2 separate regions of the Mus musculus genome follow, and region 2 is linked to region 1. Evidence: chromatin contacts called from public Hi-C data. All regions are on one chromosome and are shown on one strand. Each heading gives the region's core, a stretch centred on a gene start, on an enhancer-like site or on the middle of the called end of the contact. The rest is flanking DNA. Distances are from core to core; before and after follow the strand shown. Region 1 overlaps Spata5 (spermatogenesis associated 5). Region 2 overlaps Spata5 (spermatogenesis associated 5).

What was found. Hi-C and Micro-C count contacts between places; a contact is called where the count stands out from the background.
Region 2: a contact with region 1 is called in a Hi-C map of the G1E-ER4 cell line, with 2.0 times the contacts expected there. The contact joins two enhancer-like sites. A contact is called at or near these places in 2 of 39 promoter capture datasets (the 3T3-L1 cell line and HPC-7-derived erythroid cells), 1 of 15 datasets of contacts at CTCF or cohesin (CD8 T cells), 11 of 484 Hi-C or Micro-C datasets (CD4 T cells, the G1E-ER4 cell line, the HPC-7 cell line and 8 more) and 3 of 115 datasets of contacts at active chromatin or transcription factors (the 230-238 cell line, bone marrow-derived dendritic cells and embryonic stem cells).

The regions. Positions count from the first base shown.
Region 1 is chr3:37,475,051-37,480,515 of GRCm38.p6, forward strand. All of the region lies in intron 14 of Spata5 (spermatogenesis associated 5), which reads left to right. Among named protein-coding and RNA genes, the nearest start is that of Spata5, 58 kb to the left of the region's middle. Within about 2 kb of position 2,006, at least 38 of the 459 cell types and tissues checked have an H3K27ac peak or open chromatin away from gene starts, as enhancers often do. A contact at or near this core is called in the G1E-ER4 cell line and erythroblasts, where this site is marked.
Region 2 is chr3:37,556,304-37,561,768 of GRCm38.p6, forward strand. All of the region lies in intron 15 of Spata5 (spermatogenesis associated 5), which reads left to right. The region is part of intron 2 of Gm36412 (a long non-coding RNA gene); the gene reads right to left. Among named protein-coding and RNA genes, the nearest start is that of Gm36412, 43 kb to the right of the region's middle. Within about 2 kb of position 3,173, at least 16 of the 459 cell types and tissues checked have an H3K27ac peak or open chromatin away from gene starts, as enhancers often do. A contact at or near this core is called in the G1E-ER4 cell line and erythroblasts, where this site is marked.

The sequences.
Region 1 (5,465 bases), core at 756-3,255:
TTATTCAAAAAGAGTTACTTTATGCCACCACCCTTTTTCTTCCTATTTGTGTTAAATAGTAGTCCCGTCTATTCCATTAGTTCCTTCTGTAATGTCACAGAGTTGCATATGTACAGTATGTAGTCTCTTGAGAATGATTTCTTTCATTTCATGAAGTTAGGTTGTTGCTGTGCATCTAAGTTCAGTTTTTATAAAGTACAACTCTGGTCAGTTTATATGTACACTTATTCACAGGCATTTAAACTATCAGTTTTGCAATGAAGGATAATATTGTAAATGTTTATGGCAGGATTTTGTGTAAACATGCAGGGTTTTTTTTTTGGGGGGGTGGAGATTTCTTTTTCTTTCTTTCTTTCTTTTTCTTTCTTTCTTTCTTTCTTTCTTTCTTTCTTTCTTTCTTTTTTTTTTTTTGTCTCTCCTTTGTGTCTTTTTTCTGTTCTGTCAGTTTTACTAGACCATCCTCTTAAGTTTCTTCTGTCATGTCACTGCTGTGGCTTTACTGATTTTTCTCTATTGCTTTGTTATATTTAATTTTATTTCTTTCTTATAACTTCCTTTTTTATATTTTGTTTTCTCATTTTTGTGGCTGGTACTTTAATTATTAACTTGAAGCTTTACAAATGATAAAGATTTCTCTCCGGAAACTATTGCCCTATGTTTCACAAAACCTTAGATGTGTTCTATTTTTAGTCAGCTCAAGTGTTTGATAAAGTATTTAGAAATATGTTGCCTAATTTTTAAATATTTGGAATTCTCCATATACTCTTTGGAGATCAGGTTTTTATGATCAGAGAGTAATTATTTTTTTAAAAAATTTAAAATTAGTTTGACTTTTTAAAACTAGTTTGTTTTCCTTTTTTGATCTAAGATGTGATCTCTCATTGAATGTTTCCTATGTCCTTTGAAAGAGTCTCTGTTTGGTGTGGTACCCTACCAAAGTCCTGTGGTGTTGGTTTTTTGGTTTTTGGTTTTTGTTTGTTTGTTTGTTTTTTGGGTCCACTACTTTCTGAGAGAAAACTGTAAAGTATGATTCTGGATTTATCTCTTTCCTTTTTTATTCTCATTAGTGTTGATTCATACTTGCTTCTTAGTTCCTACACATCCATAACATACTACATCCCCTCTGGACTCTGTATTCTAATTCTCTAGTTATTAACATAGTCACCCATGTTTTCTTTCTTGTTTTTGTGTATCACTTCTCAATATTTTGTATAGTTGTGTGTTGTTTTATGTTCTTCTTTACTACATCTCTTATTTTATTTCAGTTGACTTTTATATGCATGACATTTAATGACATCTTGTATCTTTTACAATCTAGTAATTGCGGTTTTATTTTCTTTTGGATGACTGGAATAACTTTATCTCCCCATTTTAATTTTTCAATTATTCTTTTTGTCGTGTGTGTGTTTTATCAATTATGTTCATGGTTGAGTTTTCAGGATCTACTTTGAATTAGGAATCTTCTCATTTGAAATAAAGCATAGAGACCTTAAAATCAACTAGGTCAAGAAAAGAGGAAGATAGCTAGGTGTGTTCTGTGTTCTTCAGTCTCCCTGCTCTGGTTTCATTAAGAACTGACATTTGTGTGGTTTCAGTTTCAGCCTATAGTATAGAACTACGTGGTAAATAACTTTAGATCCCTGTCTTCCTTCTGAAGATTTGTTTTTATTTCAGTGGGAGATTACTGTTATAGATAGGAAACTCAGGGACAAAGGTTTTGTTGCTCAGCTCATGCATCAAAAATGTGTAAGATCTAGGTTTTGTACTCTGTCTTCAGGATGTAACACATTTGAGGAAATCTTTTTGTCAACTGCCCTTACTTTCTGCTTTTCAGATTGACTCTGATGTTAGCTTCTATTGTTGGAAATGTTAATACTACATGATCTTGTAGATTTTGCTGTTAGAAATCTGGTTTCCTTTCTCTTCACGTGGAGCTCCACAACAGAAAAGAATGTTAATGATCCTTTAAATGATTGCTATATGATTATGATCTAGTCTGTTTTGTCATAACTTATTTAGAGGATGATTCGGGTTGAGGGACCATACCTTTCCTATATTGCAGTGTTACCATACACTTTATGAATAGCCAGTCTTCATTTTTGTGACCATTTATTGACATGGTCCTAAAGAACAAGAAATGTTCACTTTTTATTTAGACCCCTTCTTAGTGTAAACCCCCTATCATGTAAACAGCCAACCTAATTATGAACAATATAGCTTTCTACAGCACAGCGTAACCTAGTTTGCCTTTTCTTATATAGATTGCCTGTACTAGAAATGGGTTTTCAGTCATTTGAAGCCAGATTCTGATTTTAATTTGGTCTTTTTGTGAGAAGAGGACTTCTGTCTATAAAACGAGAATAGCTCCTTGGCAAGTGTTTGAGAATGCAAGGGAAAAGTTCATGTAAATCAAAGTGCATCCTTTTATGGATTCTCTCTCTATGAGGGGAAAAGGGAATGAAAATATAATGGATAAATACCATTATATTTATTAAAATTTTAAATTGTACTTTTAATTATCTTAAGTTTCGCTTTCACTTTCAGTTGTACTATTGAATATGTGTTAGTGTGCATAATACATCAGCTATTTCACAGCAATCATTGCATTAAATTATCATAAATAGTCCTTTGAGACCCGTTAGCACCTTTTTCTTTCACGGTGTGATAGTTATTGCCGAGCTGCTCAGACTGCCTGGCATCTGGAATTTCGTGTGGTTGGTGTTTACATGGTCTCTCTTCATATCGGGAGTCCAGTTTCATTTGAATTTTTTTATTTGGGGAAGTGCGTCTTCAGTGGATTGCTTCTTCTGATCACCTTAACTTTATGAGGAACTTTTTAATCAGTCTGTGTTGATACAAGTCTGCTTTGGTTGACTAGTCTGGAAAGTATTTAGCTAGAAACAAGGAAGACTGAAAATTGAAGAAGCCCCATTCATTGTCCACTTCACCCCACCTTGCTAGCACCATACTGATTTAGCAACAAAATGGTTGTTTTCCTCTCCCATTCCTGCCTTTTCCTTTGTCATATATGATTTGTTTTATATCCATATATTTACTACACAATCTATAATTGAAATTCCATCTCTAGCTTCTGTCTATTCAAGTTGTTTGCCAGTATCTATATTATAGCACTGTAGAGCTGTGTGGATATGGCAAGTTCAAAATAAACACAATTGGGACCTAAAGGTTTTCTTCTTTTTAGAACTGGTTCCCATTTTTGAAATATTAGTATCATTATAAGTCCTTAGTGAAGCTTGTATCCTCTATTGGTACTAGTACCTCACTCAGTTGGTGCTGTGCTTAGAGTAACAACAAGAATTTAAAGAAGGCATGGTTGTTGTGTGGGAAATGAGGAAGTGTTAACAAGTGTGAGTTTTGTGAGAATAATGGAAGCATGTACAGGAGAATCTAGTGCCTTGAATATTGCAGAGGATGATGCAAGCCCAAAAAGATTGAACCATTTCAAAAGTAGAGAAGAAAATAAGATACTGAGTCTAAAGTTTGGCTCTAGCCAGATCTATGGGTAAGTTTCTCCTTTTTGATCTTTAATTTGAGAGCACATTTAAAAGCTAAATGGTTTTTCTCCCTTCAGGTAGTTCAGAAAGTTGAATCTCACCAAAAATTGTATACTACTGTTTTATAGGGCTATATTTTCTTTTTCTAACTTTCATTCAAGCTTTTATAAATGACAAACAAATCAATGCATTTATAGTTTGGAAAGAGGATATCTTCATAATTGTTTAGCTCACTATTTGTTTACTTTTTTACATTTTCTTTCAAATGGATAGGTTTGTCTTGGCCAGCAAAGCTTAAGTAAATAGTATGATTGAGTTTGTTTACCTATTAACACTGTGTAGCACTGTGGTAGTGACTGCCTTCCCTGGCATTGTTCTGAGCCTAGGTTACAGTTAAGTACTATATTCTGCCCTGCATGCCTGCAAGAAAGCCAGTATGTGAAGTTATGCCCACATTACCAATAGAGGAAATGAGAGTATTAGGTTCAGGGTCCAGAAAGAAGTAACATCTTCGAAATGTTAATGGGCAATAACTTTGAGCCTGAAAGTTTATCTAACTACCCTGTAAGTTAAATAGAAGCGAACAATGAGGGGTGGGGGAGAGGGAGAGAGAGCACACATGCAAGCGTTCGAGCTAACTAGCTCTCTGAGCAGGTATCCTAGCAAGAAGAGGGATATGTTCAGGGGATCCATATGAATAGTAATAGGAAGTAAACATTTAGTAGTGTGTACATTGTCTTAACTAAACAGTAGGTTTTGGCAACTAAATGCCTCATCGTTCTAAAGCAGCAGTTCTTAGTCTATAGGCCTTTACTCCTTTGGGGTTGCATATAAAAAATTTATATTATGCTTCATAACAGCAAAACTACAATTATGAAGTAACATTAAAATAATTTCATGGTAGGAGTCACCACAACATGAAGAACTGTATTAAAGGGTTACAACATTAGGAAGGTTGAGAACCACTGATGGAGTATAAAAACTAGGGAGTTGTTGAGTTGTGATTTTAACTTCAGTGGAACAAAAGAGTAAAAGGTTGGTTAGAGACTAGAAATAATGAAACTTAGGACTGTGTCAGGGGAAATACATAGTGTACTTTAGATACTGATAGCAAAAATATGTAGTTACAGAATTCAAAGTACGCTGATTCTTTCATAGCAGATATCAGGCAAATCAAAAGGGCCCTAATAAAGTGGGAAAAGAAAAGAATAAAGAACATTGGTTATTTGGTCCCATGTAATCTGTCCGTGGTGGAGATTTACTATATCACTTTAACTGCTATCCAAATGTTTGTTTTCATCAAGTAGAGAAACATACATGGCTGGAGATGTACCTCAGTTGGGAGAATGCTTGCCTGGTATGCATGAGTATCTGAATTTGGTCTCCAGTGCCTCTTAAACCACATTGTGGTACATGCTTCTAATTCCAGTACTAAGGGGATTTTTAAAATCATCCTTCCCTCCAAGGTATATCAGAGGGCAGCCAAGGCTACATGAAACCATATCTCTTTTTAAAGGGGAAACAATAATGAGTGTGTGTGTGTGTGTATCTATGTATATGTTAAAGGGTTGGTTTCTTCATCATGAGACTCCAAGTTAAATACCACAAAATTAGCCGGGTGTGGTGGCACATGCCTTTAGTCCTAGCACTCGGAGGTGGATTTCTGAGTTCGAGGCCAAGCCTGGTCTACAAAGTGAGTTCCAGGACAGCCAGGGCTACACAGAGAAACCCTGTCTCAAAAAGAAAACCACCAAAAAAAAAAAAAAAAAAAAAAAAAACCCACAAAATTAGAAGTGGATGACATTTGTTCAGGCATAACTGGGGAGCAGCTACCACAGTCTGGACTGTTGTACACCATTGTTCCTATAAGGATTATCTGTTAACTCATCCTTTTTACTATTTTAGCTCCAATATTTCTTCTGTTCTGAGCCATTTTTCCTTCATTTCATC
Region 2 (5,465 bases), core at 1,923-4,422, 82 kb after region 1:
AGAGGTGAGGAGAGCTCACTGGCAGCCTTCACTCTCTCCAAAGTACCAAACTCCTCTTGTTTTTTCAATTTTGTCCCCACTTCTGGCAGACTGCAGTAAACAACATCTCTCAAAGCTTCCTATGCAAACTTGCTGATTCCCATCGTTCCAATACCTTCCTCTGTTGTTATCCATTCATGTTTCTCTGTGAATTTATGCATTACAGCAAAGCAGATCCAGTGTGCTGTGAGCCAGAAGGCCAGGGCAGTGCTCAGGCTGCAGGCATAGCCCACAGGCTCCTTGACACTCCCAGCAACATGATCTGAGGTCCGGAGGGTAACTGTGCTCCTCCTCCGCCACCAGGCTGGTGGGGCCACCTTTTTATTTTTTTAGCAGTGCTTTCAATTACAGTGAAATGTATTTGTGAGTCTGTAGTAAGTGCTCAGGGAAGTTCTTGTCTACCTCCCTCCCTGTGGCTTCCTTCCCTCTCTCTGTCTTCTAAGTAGGATTTCTAAGGCAGTGTCTTTTCCCCAGCATGTGTTTGTTTTCAAGGTGGGAGTTAGATCCAGATACAGCCTTTCACGTCCATGGAAAGTTGTGTGTTAGTATGTGGTCTCATTTTTAACGTACTTGCAGACGTCCTAGTTATCTGAGATCACTTTCACATGGACTGAGGTTAAGCTTTATTTCTTTTGGCTTGTCCCTCCCTCAGCAGACACTTCCTCTTTGCCTTGAAAGGACAAAACGATGTTCAGCTGTCTGGGCTTGGGCCCAGTATTTGATTTATACATTATTTAATTTCCTCCTGAAAATTGGAAGCAGGACTCTTAGGAATGGAAGTGAGTAGTTTTCGTTTGTTTAAGAACACTTTTAGATTTAATATAATCAGTAGAAGATGTCAGCATGATTGGGGGCGACTTAAGGTGAAACAAATAAAGTTAATACAAAAGAAGGGTACTTGACAGTAGAGAAGAGCTGAGGTTTCTGCATCACTTCTGGGTTGTCTTCCCCACACTGGGGGATGTGCTCTTTAGGCTCCCTCTGACTTGGGTTACAGTTGCAGTTACAGAGCAGTTCCTCAGAACCACTACTCTACCTATCTCCACAACAACAAATGCCACTATGTGAATGCCAGAATGAAATTTCTATGTTATGAATTCAGGAATTTAAAAATCAACTCTAGAAATAACATTTTGTGCTTCATGGCCACTTTGGGGCAGTTTATTCCTCTGGCCATGCTACTGTGAGGTTACACAGTCTTCCTCTTCACTGGCAATGGCTGCCTGCGCTGCCTCACTGGGCACTGTTGATCTGTCTCACTGGAGCTCTTTTGTCCTTGTAACAAGCCCAAGCTTTAGTCTCCCTGTTCTTCTCAGTGCCGTCTGCCAGATAGCCCTTTGCTTCATGATCCTTTCTTTCCTCTTTCATACAGATTCCATTCTCCAGTATGGAGATAAGCTTAAATGTTTCCAAGGTTGCTTCTTGGACCTCTTCTCTCCCTGGTGTTTTCAGACTTTTAGCATTGTGTAACAACATTGTCATCTACAAAGTTCACACTTGAGAACTGCTGGGTCACTTTACAAAAACGGAATAGCTGAGGCTGGGGAGATAGGAGAAGCTGAGCTCAGTTCCTTGGCCCTTGTGGTAAAAGTAGATTCAGTAGTGATGCTTCGTCTGTAACCCCAGGACTGAGGAGGCAGAGACCAGTGGAGTTGATTGGGCAGCCAGGCTAGCTGATTGGTGAGCTCCAGGTTCCTTGAGAGATCCTATCTCAAAAAATAAGGTGGAGAGCAATTGAGGAAGACATATACAATGTGCATCATGTACATGCTTCTCACACAAGCTTGCAAACACCACACACAAAAAGTAGAAATATTTTAAAATTTAAACCATTGAGCCCATTCATAGCTTTCTTTGGCTACGTGTCACTCTTCAACCACAGGTCAGACACACCAGTGTCAATACTACAGTGTAGACACACCAGTGTGGCTGCTTATCTTTTCTGACTGCCAGAGCCTGAGAAGCTTAGAGAGCTGCAAACAAGCATAGTTGGAAAACTACTTCGGTCCTGTCAGGCTGCTTTTGACCCCTTTGAAGGTAGTCTGTCCTTTGCTACTTCTGTCTTTACAAAGACCAACTTTGCAGAATACCACCTGCACATCATGATGGTCCTTAAGTTCAGGCCCTAAAGTCTGATGTTGCTCAGCACCCAGCACCTGCCTTCTCATCTAGCTCAGGGCTGTCTGGTGGACTAAGTAGAGAATAGTCACTGTAGTTGGGCATCTAAACCCAGAGCTGCCATTTAACTTTTGTATGATTTAGGGCAGTCTGTTCAAACCAATTAAAATTTAGTTTGTCGGTTTTCATTTATCAATTTCGGTTTTATTGGGAGATAACTTCTTGCTGGTTTATTGGGAAGTTGATGAAAGCCCTGGGCCCTTCAGACTCCTCAGCACCTTTCACATCGTGGTGGTTCTATCACGAGCCTAACTATCATCAGTATTGTTCCCCCTTGCCACCACTCCATGTTTCTCATGTTAGTTATTTCACTGCACATTCTAAACAGGCATTGGTGGCTTACTCTCCCATCTGCATTCCACACAGTTTGAGGTGGCCCTTCTGTTTCGTTTTCCATGAATGTAACACAGTGACTTCTCTTAAAAGTTTTCTTAATTTAGTTCAGGTGAGTAGAGTAGCTCTTCTTCTCCCCTAAGAGACATGCTGGCTATACAGTGTTCATAGAATTCAGTTTACATTTGTATCTTCACATTTTAATCAGATACTATCACTTAAGTCATTTCTCTCTTTTTTTTTTTTTTTAAAGGTTTATTTATTTATTATATGTAAGTACACTGTAGTTGCCTTCAGATACACCAGAAGAGGGCATCAGATCTCATTATGGGTGGTTGTGAGCCACCATGTGGTTGCTGGGATTTGAACTTCAGACCTTCAGAAGAGCAGTCGGGTGCTCTTACCCACTGAGCCATCTCACCAGCCCGTCATTTCTCTCTTATTTTAGTACATTGAAGCTTAAAACAAACCAACTTTTAAATTAATTACACTTCCTGAGACTAAAGGATTATAGTCTGAAGCAAATTTTTTTTTCTTTGGAGGCAAACTTACTGTGTAGCTCCAGCTGGCCTGGAACAGCTCGTAGACCAGGCCAGCCTCAAACTCAGAGATAGCCACCTGCCTCTGTGCTGGGATTAAAGTGTATACCACCATGCCGAGCTAATGATTTTTTTTTCTTTTAAAATAACTACTTTGGGACTGGTGAGATAGCTTATCAGGTAAAGCAACTGCTGCCAAGCCTCAGAACCTAAGTTTAATTCCTGGGACCCACATGATTGAGGGAGATAACTAGTTCCAGCAAGTTGTCCTCTGCCACAAGTGTTGTTGTGTGGGGTTTAATAACTCTGTTAGTTCTTAATATGATCTGCCAGCCCCCCCAATAATCGAGACAGAGTCCTATTGATTTATTTAATCAGCCTTAGTACAATTACTGGGCATTATCCCTGAACTATTTTTTATGCTACTCTGGCTACTTGCCAGCTGCCCTCCCCAAGTTACTTACTTGCTGTTTGAGTCTCACCCCAGGCTGTTAGTATTCCATCAGTCTGTCCTAAGGGAGTATGTCTCATGTGCTCCTGACCCATCCCATCTAATGATTGGAAATGCTCCTGCTCTCTCTGTCTTCTTTCTCCTCCTCCTCGCTTTCTCTCTCATTCTCTTCATGATCCCTACCTGTGACCCCAGTAACCAAAACCCTGCCTACCTCCATTCTCCTCTGTAACTGGCAGTAAAGCCACTTTTATTTAGCCAGTCAGAATCATTTGGTGTAAGTGAGAACCAGCTTATTGGGACTGCAACCAAATCTTGGGGGCTGATATTTAGCATTTGAATACATAATAGCACTAGACCAACCCCCAACACACAGGTCCATTCCCTACCCTAACACACACACACACACACACACACACACACACACACACACTCAAATACATTCAGTTTTTAAAAGAATTACTTTGTAGTTACAAATGATACCAAAAGTAAAGTATTTGAGATAAGAGAAATTCAAGCATTAAGTTACTTTTTAGTGTGTATGTTTTTTACTTTATAAGGGCAGCCAACCACAAAGTTTTTTTTTTTTTAGTTAAAATACCAAGTTTTTCCATCTACATACTTTTTCTTAAACAATTATTCTTTTTTCCCTTAGCATATTTCTGAAGAAACAAAACTTTCCTGCTTTTGAGAGGTAACACTTCTTTACAAATCACATGTGGCTATCTTACTTGTCATTCCATAAGCGAATTCTACATAATTGGGTTGAGTTAAAAACATAGAAACCAAATAAAAATGCAAGAGATTAAAGAGGATTAGACTTAATGAATGTTAAATAAAGATCTTTTTTAATACCACTTTATACTCCACAGTGGATATAAATAATTTCTCAAAGTGTTCTACGTACAGATTCAGTGTGAGCCTTGGGAAGGCCCCACGTCTTGACCCAGCACTCCCATTAACATTTGAAGACTCATGCACAGAAGGTATGGCTCTGTCCATAGTCTAAATCTCTGTCTTAGGACAGAGACACATTTATATTTGCTTATAGGCCAGACAAAAGTTGAGCAAGTCTTAGCAAACAGAACGTATTCATATAGAGTACCTTCTTAAAAGCACCAGCATGCCAGCTGCTGAAGGATTGCCCTGACTGGGGCCAAATGCTCAGAAAGGCCACTCAGCAAAGTGCCTGGTCAAGATGTGGAATCTTCCCAAGGCTCACACTGAATACACATGTAGAACACTTTGAGAAATTATTTATACCTACTGTGGATTCTGTTAAACAGATTCTTATTAACATCATCTAGTCTGAGCTTGTTTAATCTCTAGTATTTTTATTTGGTTTCTGTTTTTAATGCAACCTAATTTTTTTAGAAGTCTTGCTAATCACACGCGTCAAAACACTAGTAACAGGAGGTTCTTAACTTGAATTTACATACTGTTGCACAGTTCAGTGGTGCTGAAGGCTGTGGGTAGTTATTTTAGTTTTTGGCAAATCTCTCTTTTTACATTATTTTCCTTTTTATTGTGTTTATGGGCGTTTTGCCTATCTATGTCTGTGTACTACATGCCTGCCTACATTGTTCACATCTGTGGTACATAAGTGTGTGATCTTCCAGGAATTAGATGATAGACCCACACATTACTGTGTATATTATGTTAGTGTGGTAGTACCACACTTGTTCTGATAACCTCTGAGAACAGGATCATTCTGAACTTCCCAATTGTCACTTTCTAAGCCCGTAATTGCTACTCTGGAACTTCAGAGCCCAGACAGAGCTGACCTGAGATACCCTGAGCCCCATTAGCACTACGGCTGCAGCAGAGGCTCAGTAGCTATGTGAGCCCCAGAACACAGACTAACCTCTAGTAGCCATGCTAGGAGAAAGGCTAAGTCAGTGCCTCACATACACATGACACTAGTA